Linked DNA regions of Sus scrofa: all the other regions are linked to region 3. The links are chromatin contacts, called in public Hi-C and promoter capture Hi-C maps. All regions are on one chromosome and are shown on one strand. Each heading gives the region's core, a stretch centred on a gene start, on an enhancer-like site or on the middle of the called end of the contact. The rest is flanking DNA. Distances are from core to core; before and after follow the strand shown.

Region 1 (3,514 bases), core at 602-3,101, 42 kb before region 3:
AAAAAATACCAGTTTCCCTAAGGCAAAAAGGATGCTTATTATACATCTTTTTATTAGATTGTATAGCTATTACTTCGGAAGATACACTTTGCCCCATTTTTTTCCCGTCTTTTTAATACCTGTAACGATGAGGTTTCTTCACCCCTCCAGTAGAGGGCGCACTCTTGCGAGCGGCTTTTGTAGCCAGTTGCTTCCTCGGTGCTTTACCACCAGTCGATTTGCGGGCGGTCTGCTTTGTACGAGCCATGGTATAGAGACCTCCTTACTTACCTACCAGCATCAAAAAAAAAAAAAAAAAAAAAAAAAATCACCACATGCAACCACCAAACATACAAGTTTTCCTGCCACTGCCACCGCGCCCCCCCAATCTGAAAATTTGGCTCAGTATTTAAAAATGTCCGTAATGTTACATAATTTGAAAGGGTGCAGATTACGCCTACCACCCAAATATGACTTCTTGAAACAAACTGTAGTACTAGAAAATTGTTAGCATTAACACCAGTCACCTCTCAAAATGCTAAATCTGAGCGATAAATGGCAAAACAAAAAGACCCCTATCTGCCTTCGCTTCAATTTCTTTAATTAAAGTAGAAATTAGAAATGTCTGTAAACATCCGATCAACGAATAAGTCAAAATAATGAAGCCACAAACCACAGAAAGGTCGCGTCAAATTACAGCAAAAAAGGTTTTAGCCCCCCCCGCGCTGCCCCCCCCTTTACGTCTGGCAGTTGATAGACTGCTGTAAATATCAGAAAACATTCCTGATTTTGCATCTCTACAGTTCTGTTGACAAAAAGGCGTCTCCAAAAACAAGAGGGGAACAACAGCTACCACCAAGCGAGCATTCTACAAAGCCCCGTCCTCGCCGTCCAGTCCTCCGAGGCTTCGCAATGAAATAAAAACAAGTGCCCCGCACCCAGGCTTTAATTAACGCACGAGAGCGACCGACCGGTCCACCCCAAGCACGACATAAACTTTTGGTTTCGCCTCCACCGGCCCCTCGGCACAGGGTCCCCCAGCCTGCCCGTCTCGCTCCCAGCGTCTCGCGCAGCCAAACTGAGCTCCCAGACCCGAACAAAATGGAAACAATCGCAAAACGTATCCGATTCCCTACCAAAGAGACAAAACACCAAAACGCTTGAAAATACCCCGATCCCCTGCCACGTGCCGCCCTCCAAAATGCAAAAGTTTTTTTTTTTTGCATTTCAAATGCATCAAGTTTCCGCTTCTCTAAAAAAGGAGAAAAACATGTTTCTCTTTTAAAAATTGTCCTCCTTTTTTGAAATGGGGAAGAGAGAAACGGGGGAAAAAATATGGTCGGTGACCAGAGAAGAGAGACAAGATGGTGAAGCTTAGCAACAACTGTGGGGAGGCAGCAAAAAGCGAGTTACCCCAGGGTGGGAAGCAGCGGCAATTTCCACCCTTTTCCCGCCCGAAAACTGGGGGCCGGGGCCCGGGGGCTGTAGTTAAGAGGCCCGCGCGGGTCATGGTGAAGGTCTGGGGTCCCGGGAAGGGGCGCCGGGCGGGATTTCACCGAAGAAAGAGGAGCCAGGGGCGCGGGGAGGAGGGAGAGCAGGCTCGGCGACGCGGCGGTTGCTGCTGTTGGGCTGAGGCGGCGAGAGACGGGGGAGCCGCCGGAGCCGCCGCCGCCTGAGGGGAGAGGGAAACTCGCTCCTCTCCATTTCTGGGCCAAAAAGTTTGTGGGCCAAGCAGGAGGGACCGTGGGGCCCCCCTTCCGCACCGCCGGGGCCCGGCCCGGGGCTGACGGCAAGCGGGGCTCGGTTCCGGGGAAGCGGGCAAACGGGGAAACTTACCCCCCTTCTCCTTCGGCTGGAGCTCGGCGAGCTAGAGGCGGCGCTGGCGTTGGCGAGCGACGGCGGCGCGGCGGCGGCTGCGAACACAATTGAAAGATGGCTGACACCGAGGCTATCCCCCAACACACGCCGCCCCGCCCCCGCGCCGCGCGCCAACCAATCACACACAATGGAGGGAAGGCTCGGCCCCGCCCCCCGCCCCTTGCTCGCGCCCCGCCCCCGCCCCTCCCCCCGCGCTCCCGTTCGCTGGCGCGCGCTCGCCCCTCCCCCGCGCGCCGCCCGCTCCCTCCTCCCGGCAGCCTCGCGCCGTGTGTGTACAAACACAAAAGACACGCCGAAGGGCCGTCGCTCCCGCCGAGACGGCTGCCCGCCCGCCCCAGTTTTGACTCCCGCTCCCCTGCTCCGCACTCCCACCCCGCTCCGTGCGCACACGTCATCGAACTCTGGAAGCCCGGGTTTGGGGCGCCGAGGGGAAGTGAGGGGGTGGGGCGGGCCGGCCGAGGCTCGGCGGGTGAACGCCCGACCTGCGGGCGTCTCGGGCCGCAGCGGGGAGGGCGAAGGAGGGGGCGCCCCGCTCCGGCGCGGGCCCCGGCGCGCGTCCCCGAGGCACCCCGGGCGGCGTGGGGGCGGGGAGGAGGCCACGGCGGGCCGGGTCGCCGCGGCCCAGTTGAAAACACTACCCAAAAGGAAGCTTGCAAATAGAAGCCTCCCGTCTTGCGCCCACTTTCGGAGGGGGCGGCTCTAGCGGCTGGCAGGGCTGTGGGCCGGCCGTCTTCGTGCCCTCGCTTCGGGCCAGGTGCCGCTGGCTCGCCCTCAGACAACTTTATTCACTCAAGACACTGGCCCGGGGACGGAGGCGGGCCCCGCGGTGCGGGCTGCGGGCTGCGCGCACGGGCTCTGCCACCTAGGACGCCCGACTCTTCGCAGGTAGCATCTCGGAGGGGACGGGGCTCGCCTCCTTCCTGGGCCGGGATGCCTGATGCAAGATGGCTGTATTTTGTAAGCCTCTAAAACAATGTATGGAATACACAGCTAACTGCACCAGGGCCTGACTCCGGTTCTGGCCGAGTGTCCTACTAGCCTGTTGGGCCTTTTAACGATGAAATGTTAGGTAGAATTGCCAAATCAAACATTGTCAGCGGCTTCTGCATAGTTTACATGCGGTAGAAAACCGGCAGAAATAAGGAAAACGTGGTTTGGGGATGATTATATTTTTCCATTCTCAGTAGCGTAGGAAACAGACTTACCGTTTCAAGTTATCCATGTTGTTAGTTCATTGGACTCAGAATATCTGCACGGTCCCTAGTTGGTATTGACAACACTTTGCAACTATGTGTGAAGGTTTTCAATAGAAGTGTCATGCTGACATCCCATAGGATAGTGAAAGATAAATTTCATAGATGGAGGGCATTAACTACTTTTCCGCAGTTTGAAGATCTTATAAAGCATTGTAATCATAAACATTATCCTAAAAACGGATATATGGAAATCACATATGAAAAAATAGATTTGTCCAAGGTCACTTAAGTGAGGAACAGACCCAGGAGAAACAAACAAAATCCAGGCCTTCTGTTTCATTATTATTTAATGAATGTTAAGTGTCTGTGGTTGCTGTACAGAACACATGCACTCTGCAAGCCTATCCTAAAAGCATATGTGCAGAAAACCCTAGGCTGAGCTGCCAGTGAAGAGTTCTTGT
Region 2 (4,020 bases), core at 1,010-3,509, 52 kb after region 3:
TTCTAGTACCTTCTACATAGGAGAGTGGGAGGAATAATGGGGAATGAGAGCAACACAGTGATCTGAAGAAAGGGAGAGACACAAGGACCCCCAACCTCCAGGGGGTGCAGAAGATAGCAATGACATTTTTTTTTTTTTTTTTGGTCTTTTTAGGGCCGCATCCGAGGCATGTGGAAGTTCCCAGGCTAGGGGACTTGGAGCTACAGCTGCCAGCCTATACCACAGTCACAGCAATGCCAGATCCACAGCAATGCCAGTCTGCGACCTACCCCACAGTTCACAGCAACATGGAATCATTTAACTCATTGATCAGGGCCAGGGATCGAACCCACATCCTCATGGATGCTAGTCAGGTTTGTTACTGCTGAGCCATGAAGGGAACTCCCTGCATCGACAGTTTAGATTCCTCTTTCATTTGTAATATTTATATCCCCCAACTCTCATTCAAAAAACAGTATTGTAAAGAGTTCCTGCTGTGGCTCAGCAGGTTAAGAATCCGACTAGTATCCATGAGGATGTGGGTTCGATCCCTGGCCTCTCTCAGTGGGTTGGCAATCTATCCTGCGGTGTAGGTCGCAGATTCGGCTCGGATCTGGTGTTGCTGTGGCTGTGGCATAGGCTGGTAGCTGTAGCTCCAATTCAATCCCTAGCCTGGGAACTTCCATATGACAGGGGTACGGCCCTAAAAAACAAAAATAAATAAATAAATAGAATGAATTAAACTAATGTTGATATATGGGAGAGTGGTTAAATTAGTACAGTACATCCCTATAATGTAACAAAATACATTATTACATTATAATACTGTCATATAATAAAACACTAAAATCTTGTTTTATTTTTTATTTTTTGGCCAAGCCCGAGGCATGAAGAGGTTCCTGGGCCAGGGATCAAACCTGAGCCACCAGCTGTAACCATGACAACACCAGATCCTTAATCTGCTGAGCCTGGAGGGACCTATACTAAAATCTTGCTTTAAATAACTTTTCAGTGACACTGGAAAATATTTGTGTATCTAGTGAAGAATTTTCAAAACCATAGGTATATCATTCATTTCCAACGATGGAAAAGTATGTATGCATAGAAAATAATATGTAAGGAAATAACATCGAAAATATCTGCAAGAAATTATCCTTAGGAAGTATGACCGTGGGTGATTTTGAATTTCTTTTTATATTTTCCAAATTTTTCTCCATATGCATGTATTAACTTCTGTAATCAGAGAAAGTTATAAAAAATTTAATTTTGCTTAATTCTAAATATTTAGTACTCTTTTTTTTGGTCTTTTGAGGGCCGCACCTGTGGCACATGGAGGTTCCCAGGCTAGGGGTTGAATCAGAGCTGTAGCTGCCAGCCTACACCACAGCCACAGCAACACCAGATCCTTAACCCACTGAGCGACGCCAGAGATTGAACCCACAAAGTCATGGTTACTAGTCGGGTTCGTTAACCACTGAGCCACGAGGGGGAACTCCAGTACTCACTTTTAAGGGTGCAGAAACTCAAGAACTAGGGACTTGTCCAGGAATGTGATCAACTAGAGAAAAATTGCAGAAAATAGCCCACTGCTGGGGGTATGGGTGTGGATTACAGGGAAAGAACTGTAGAAAAACTGATAGGCTCTGACCTACTAATGGCCTCTCTGGCTCTTCTGACTCTGTAAGACGCCACCTCCTTCCTCTCTTTTTTTGTCACCTGATCCCTTAATACTTATATTTACTACTGATGAAAAGTAAACATCACATTTGTGGAACTTTTGAAAGTAGCGGAGATTGAGGGGTACTTTAGTCAGGTCCTAAGGAGCGCATCATTTTCTGCGCAGAAGAACTGATCCTATCTGCAGTCTAGTTAAAACCAATAGCTTGAACCACGCAAATTCAAGTGAAAAACCGCGGCGGCCCCCAGGCCAGCTCCAAGCCAGATAATCCCCCGGCGCACAGAGGAGCCTGGCTTGGAGCCCTCAGGTCTCCACGCTCCACATTCATCCCCTCAAATCAGCAACCTGGAGAATTCCTCTTGCGCATTGGGGGCAGCTGACGGCCAGCACCAGGTATAACTAGACAGACCTCCGCCTGGCTTCAGCCTCGAGCCAGGGGCGGGTCCCGAAAGCCCTGGGGTGGGGGCCAGGCCCAGGCCAGCTGAGATCTCGGCTTCGCGCGCAGGGTCCTAGGTTCCGCCTGACATTCCCGTGAGCAGGAGGCGGGCATAAGGTTCCGTCCCGGCTTGCGGATTGGCCGCTCCGGCGGGGCGTGGCCACGTGGGGCCCTGCGGCGCGGTCCCAGAATGAGGGAGTGAGGAGTCGGCTGGGGGACTCGTCCCGGAAGTTGCCGCCTACCCCCAGAATCCGGCTCCGGGGCGCGTCGCCCGCTCAGTTCTCCGCTTTTCGCCTTTCCTCGCTGCGCGGACTCCCCAGGCTGCTCGGCAGACGCGGAGCGAACCATGAGCGTGGGCTTCATCGGCGCCGGCCAGCTGGCCTGCGCCCTGGCGCGGGGCTTCACGGCTGCAGGTGAGCGTGTGGAGGCGGCCGCGCGGGCGGTTCGTAGCTTAGGCGGTGAACGTGAATGATTGAAGAAAGGGGAATTTGCATCTGCTGGGGAAGAAGAGACTCCTCTTAAGCCTGCAAAAGCGATTGAGAGGAGGAGAACGCCAGCAACCGTCTCCACAACGGAGTGTTGTAGGTTTTGATTCTGCTTTCCCAGGGAACGCATGGGAACGGGATAGACCGGGACCCTCAGTTAAAAAGCCTTACCTTCTGCAGGCATCCTGTCGGCTCACAAGATAATAGCCAGCTCCCCGGAAATGGACCTGCCCACGGTGGCCGCGCTCAGGGTAGGTGGGGCAGAAGGATGTTGGAAAGAGGGTGGAGGCCCAGGGCAAGGATGGCCTCATGAGCTGAGACTCTGTGCTGGTCCACGGCCGCGCACTGAGCTTCCCTCTGGGAGCATGACAAATTTCCGTCTTCCTTGGGGCAGTTCAGGGTGGTGGGAGCCGCAGACACAGACTTGGGTTCAAATTCAGACACTGGGGTTGTGAGAAGGTTAATTCAGGTTTTAATGTGTGGAAAGTACCTGACACCTAGTAGGTACCCAATAAAATACTCACTTTCCTTCATCAAGTGGCCTTAAGCTACTTGGCTACTCTGGGCCTCAGTTTCCTCATTTATAAATGGAGACCACAGCAGCCACTTGCTGAGCTATTCTGAGGCATAAGTGAGCCTGTTGGGAAAGAACCTGGCAAATTAGTCGTTCCTTTCTCTAAAAAAAGAACATCCTGGAATTCCCATTGTGGCTCAGCCGTTTACTGTGTTGGCATAGTATCCATGAGGATGTGGATTTGATCCCTGGCCTCGCTCAGTGGGTTAAGGGTCTGGTGTTGCTGTGAGCTGTGGTGTAGGTTGCAGATGCAGCTTGGATCCCTTGTGGCTGTGGCGTAGGCCAGCAGCTGCAGCTCCGATTCTACCTCCAGCCTGGGAGCCTCCATATGCTGCACCTGTGACCTTAAAAAGAAGAAGAAGAAAAAAAGAGCATCCCAAGTCTTCACCCCAAATCTGGGCGGTGTGGGAGAGAATGTGTAATGGGGGACAGGCAGTGTCTGTGCCTGGGGTGGCCAACTTTACTAGCACTGGAGGGCCCTGATACTGAGTTTGGAGTTTTAAAGGGATGGGCATCAGGCAGCCCACCCCTGGACCTTGCAGTGGGATGACCTATCCAGTGTTAGGATAGGGTCCTGCTTCTGACCATCGGGCACTGGCATTTCAGCTTTCCCTTTGCCCCTTTCCAGCCATGGAGCTGCCTTACCTGGCAGAGGGATTGAGTGCAGAGAAGTGGAAGGGATGGGGGACAGGGATTTGCTGGTTGCCATGGAGAAGCTTGTCCAGATCTAGCATCTGTGTGCTCACTTGCCCAGGAGCCACAGTGGAAAACTTTGTGCCATTGAGGGCACAGGGCAGGGGATTCCAGGCTGCACCTGGCAGAGTGGGCGGGGCAAGGGTTCAGCTGCTCTTGGGGACGGCCTGGGCCT
Region 3 (3,719 bases), core at 982-3,481:
ATAGTAGAGGAACCATCCCCCACCCACTCACCACTTAATGTCTCAACACTCCACGTGTCTTCCTGTCCCTCCCCTACCTAACACGGAGAGGTGGGAAGGTAGCAGCTGCTGTTTCTGTTTTTCCATAACCACTGACCAGTCTGGCCACATAACACCGCCTACTGGACACCACCACACACTCTCAGCCATCCAACCAATCAGCTGTCTTTCTAGATTTGTTTTGCCACTGATGTGTGCTGTGTTTTTGGCCACAGTCCTAACTTTAGGTACCTCAATTTCCTCATTATTAGAATGTGTTTAATAATGATAATCCAAGTTGAATCTGCATCCTCAAGAAAGTGTTATATTAGTGCAAACTATGTTTATTCAGATGTATATTGGGAATTACTAGATTTACTATCTTAGTAGTTCATCAAATATCCAGTATATGTATACATATATATGTGTGTATAATATATATATATATATATATATATATATATATATATATAAATTTTTTTTCCCTTTTTTGGCTGACCTGTGGCATATGGAAATTCCCCAGCCAGGGAACTCATTTGAGCCAGAGCTGTGACCTACACCACAGCTTCAGCAGTGCTGGATTAAATCTGAGCCTCCATAGAGACAAGTGGATCATTAACCCATTGTGCCACAGTGGGAACTCCAGCCAATATTTATTTAACATCTGCTTTGTGTATGTCATGGTGCTGGGTGCTTATTGTGAAGATTTAACAGATTTATATATTGCTCAGAAGATTTTTGTCTTTGAAAAAATGCTAATAATTGTTACTTCATATTTTAAATGACAGATCCATGTTCAATACTTGGGATTTTTTTTAAAAACAACAAAAATTTAAATTCAACAAAGGGATAGAGTGAACAATTTCATTTAGACTTCAGGTTTTAAGAGGACTAGTTTTAATGTTAGTTACTAATGAACGATGTGGACTTTCCTTATTAGCAAAATATATACTTGGTGAGACACCAACTGACCCCTGGTCACTAGGTCACCCTATTTGTGAAACACAGCTCTCTAGGCACAACATCTTTATTAGTTTGTGGGGTTTTTTTTGTTTGTTTGTTTGTTTTTAACCTCCTGGCATCCCCATGGAGGTCGTTTCTCTCTCACTTTCCTTCCTGGGTAAGTGAAATAAAGACAACAATTAGAATACGGAACTTCAGAGGCCTTCAAATTCTATTTGTGTTCATAATGCCACAGTTCCAGGATTTCTGAATTTTTAGTTGCTTTCCCTTCAGCGGAGTTTCATTTGCCAAGTACCTGGGCACTAGAAAATTCAATTCCGTGGGCCGATACATTGGTGTTTAGTAGGCACAGATACCTCCCGAGAACCCTCCTATGTTTACACTCTACGCTTTTTAAAATTGTTCAAGATTTTAGAAATACCATAATCTCAGTATACTAAACATTAAGGGACTCCTTCAGATTCGCAGAGCCTTAAAGTTAGGCTGTGCAAATGTGTGCGAGTGTGTTTCCATGGTGCAGAATCAAAGTTATGGCAGGGTTTTTCGTAGCAGCATTACTATAAGCGTCACTTTTGCCACTGCCTTTCACAAGGGCTCACTTGCTGTGAAATATTTTGAAAACAGAGCCGAAGTGAAGATAACGCAGAGCGCAAACAGGCGGAAATACGAATAAACTGAGCAGAGCTGGCAGAAACCGAGAGGTTGGCACTTTCAGCAAAGGAAGAGAACGCTTGGTAAACCGAGAGGAAAAACCACCCAGGGCTGTTGCTGACCTCCGCTTCCCTTGCCCCTTGGGTTGGGGAAGCTCCCCAGGGCCGAGGAAGCAGCCCCCCTAAAGCCGCTTCCGGGACTGCAGCTTCCCTCCTCAGGCCCTAGGGAGCAGCGCCTTCTCAGGCCACGATTCCCTGCGACCCAAAAATAACTACACAGATGTGAGGAAAAGGGCCAAAGCCTGCACAGGGAGGTGCTTAGTTACTGTCTTATCGCTTTCAACCAGAACGCTCGAAACCTAACCCAGCGCCAGCCTTTTATAGAGAGTCCCTGGAGCCCCGCCCTAGCAACCTCTCCTAGCAACGCCTCGCCCCGGTGCTCCGCGGTCTTATCGGCCTCCGGCAGGCCCTTCCTGTTCCCCTCCCCCAACCAGCGCGGCCCGGCGGTCCCAGGTCACGTGACTATCCCGGGGGAGGGGCGGGGCCAGCCAAAGACCTGAGGGCGGGGCGCTGGAAGGCGAGCTAACGTCACCGAAATGCGCCGGGCTGTTTGTGGCGCTTATTGCCTTCTGGGAATCTCGAGGTTCAGTGGCTGGGTAAAATGGCGGAAGCTGCGGAGCTGGTGTGGCTTCGTGGCCCTGCCTTCGGGTGCAAGGCGTTGCGCGTTACCTCGACCCTGTGCTCCGTACGGGATTTTATCCACCGGCACTGCCAAGATCAGGTGAGGTTTGCGGTTCCTGGAAGGAAGGGGAACGTGGAGAACGTGGGCAAGATTGGGTGCGGACAGTGTCTGTCCCGGGCACGTTTATTCTTTGGGGTTTTCAGTTTTTGCGCCTGAGGATTCCTCAGTTTTAAAGTGCTTCCAGCTGATGCTGAGGCCTTCCTTTGCTTTTGTTTTGCGGTAGTTTTGTCTGACAGAGGGTCAAAAACCTCTCCGCTCACAGGTGCTTAGTCCGACCCTCAGTCTCTAATAACGGTTTAGACTTTGGTATTCTTTTCATCCTTAAACGAGGCAGTTGGACCAGATGAGTTTTAAGGCTCATTTACCTACGTTCACTCTTTGGCTATATGACATGCATTTTTGTCCGCTGAGAGCACAGCTCTGTTCGCTCCAACCTAGAGACGTATGTCATATCCAAACTCAGACCGAAGGATAGTTGGGAAAGAAATGGTCTGGGCAAGCACTCACATAGGTTCTGTCGAGGGCATGGTTCTTAGGGCTTGTCATTTAGATGTTTTCACTGATCATTTGATTGTCGTAATTGTCCAGGTATATTTTTGAGAACCTATCATGGACTTCTAAAATTACATGTTTATTTAATTATCAAGTAAGCAAATGTTTACAAACTGTAAGATATAAAAGCTGTTCAGATATTTAGAGAATTAGGTGGTCCCCGAATCTAATTTTAATTTCGGCATTTGCTCTAGTACTCTGTTTTTCTTTATCAGAACACCTCATTCTTACTTCCTTAGGCTGTTTCTCTTCTTGTAAGTTATAAGCTTAACATTTGTTAACACCGCAGTCCAAACCAAATCTTTTATTTGGACTAGTTCCATGAAGAAGCAGTGTGTTTTTGCAAATGTGGTTTTTGTTTCCCCATTTTCTTCCTGCTGCAATCCAGTTTAAAATCTATCAGAACTACCTTACAATCTGAATGGTGAAATATTTTCCTAAATAGTTGGATTTTAATATCTCTGAAAATAACTCTTATTTCATGAGTAGGTTTTCAGACTAACAGCTGATCCAGAGTGACCAGAAAAAATAGGATCTTGATTACGACAAGTATTTGTAAAAAATAATTTAAAATAAGAAGCAAGAAATATCAATGAATGGGTTCAGTCATATACTTAAACATGGCCATAACAAATATGAACAGAAATACAAAACTTATAATAAAGGGCATTTGATAAAGATACTGGAACAAATAAAAATAGCTCGAGTTCACATCTGTGCTTTTTAAAAACAAAACTCTTCTGACATGTGATAAAGTTAGTAGTAGCTGCCCGGGCAGAAAGTAAAAAGCAGCC

Evidence for each region. Promoter capture Hi-C pulls out the DNA fragments that hold promoters and counts their contacts. Hi-C and Micro-C count contacts between places; a contact is called where the count stands out from the background.
Region 1: a Hi-C map of embryonic fibroblasts shows a contact between it and region 3, with 4 times the contacts expected there. The contact joins the promoter of H3F3A here to the promoter of SDE2 in region 3. A contact is called at or near these places in 3 of 5 promoter capture datasets (fetal liver, fetal skeletal muscle and liver), 28 of 47 Hi-C or Micro-C datasets (adipocytes, alveolar macrophages, blood and 14 more) and 2 of 2 datasets of contacts at active chromatin or transcription factors (alveolar macrophages and skeletal muscle).
Region 2: a promoter capture Hi-C map of fetal liver shows a contact between it and region 3, with 2.1 times the contacts expected there. The contact joins the promoter of PYCR2 here to the promoter of SDE2 in region 3. A contact is called at or near these places in 1 of 5 promoter capture datasets (fetal liver), 2 of 47 Hi-C or Micro-C datasets (epiblast stem cells and heart right ventricle) and 1 of 2 datasets of contacts at active chromatin or transcription factors (skeletal muscle).

What each region holds. Positions count from the first base shown.
Region 1 is chr10:13,938,275-13,941,788 of Sscrofa11.1, reverse strand. It overlaps H3F3A (H3 histone, family 3A), which reads right to left and starts at 1,851. Exons shown (of 4, transcript NM_213930.1): 1 at 1,816-1,851; 2 at 120-270. The coding sequence starts at 247.
Region 2 is chr10:13,844,139-13,848,158 of Sscrofa11.1, reverse strand. It overlaps PYCR2 (pyrroline-5-carboxylate reductase 2), which reads left to right and starts at 2,259. Exons shown (of 7, transcript XM_021064411.1): 1 at 2,259-2,506; 2 at 2,700-2,829. The coding sequence starts at 2,800.
Region 3 is chr10:13,896,359-13,900,077 of Sscrofa11.1, reverse strand. SDE2 (protein SDE2 homolog) reads left to right here and starts at 2,231. Exons shown (of 8, transcript XM_003130543.3): 1 at 2,231-2,412. The coding sequence starts at 2,293.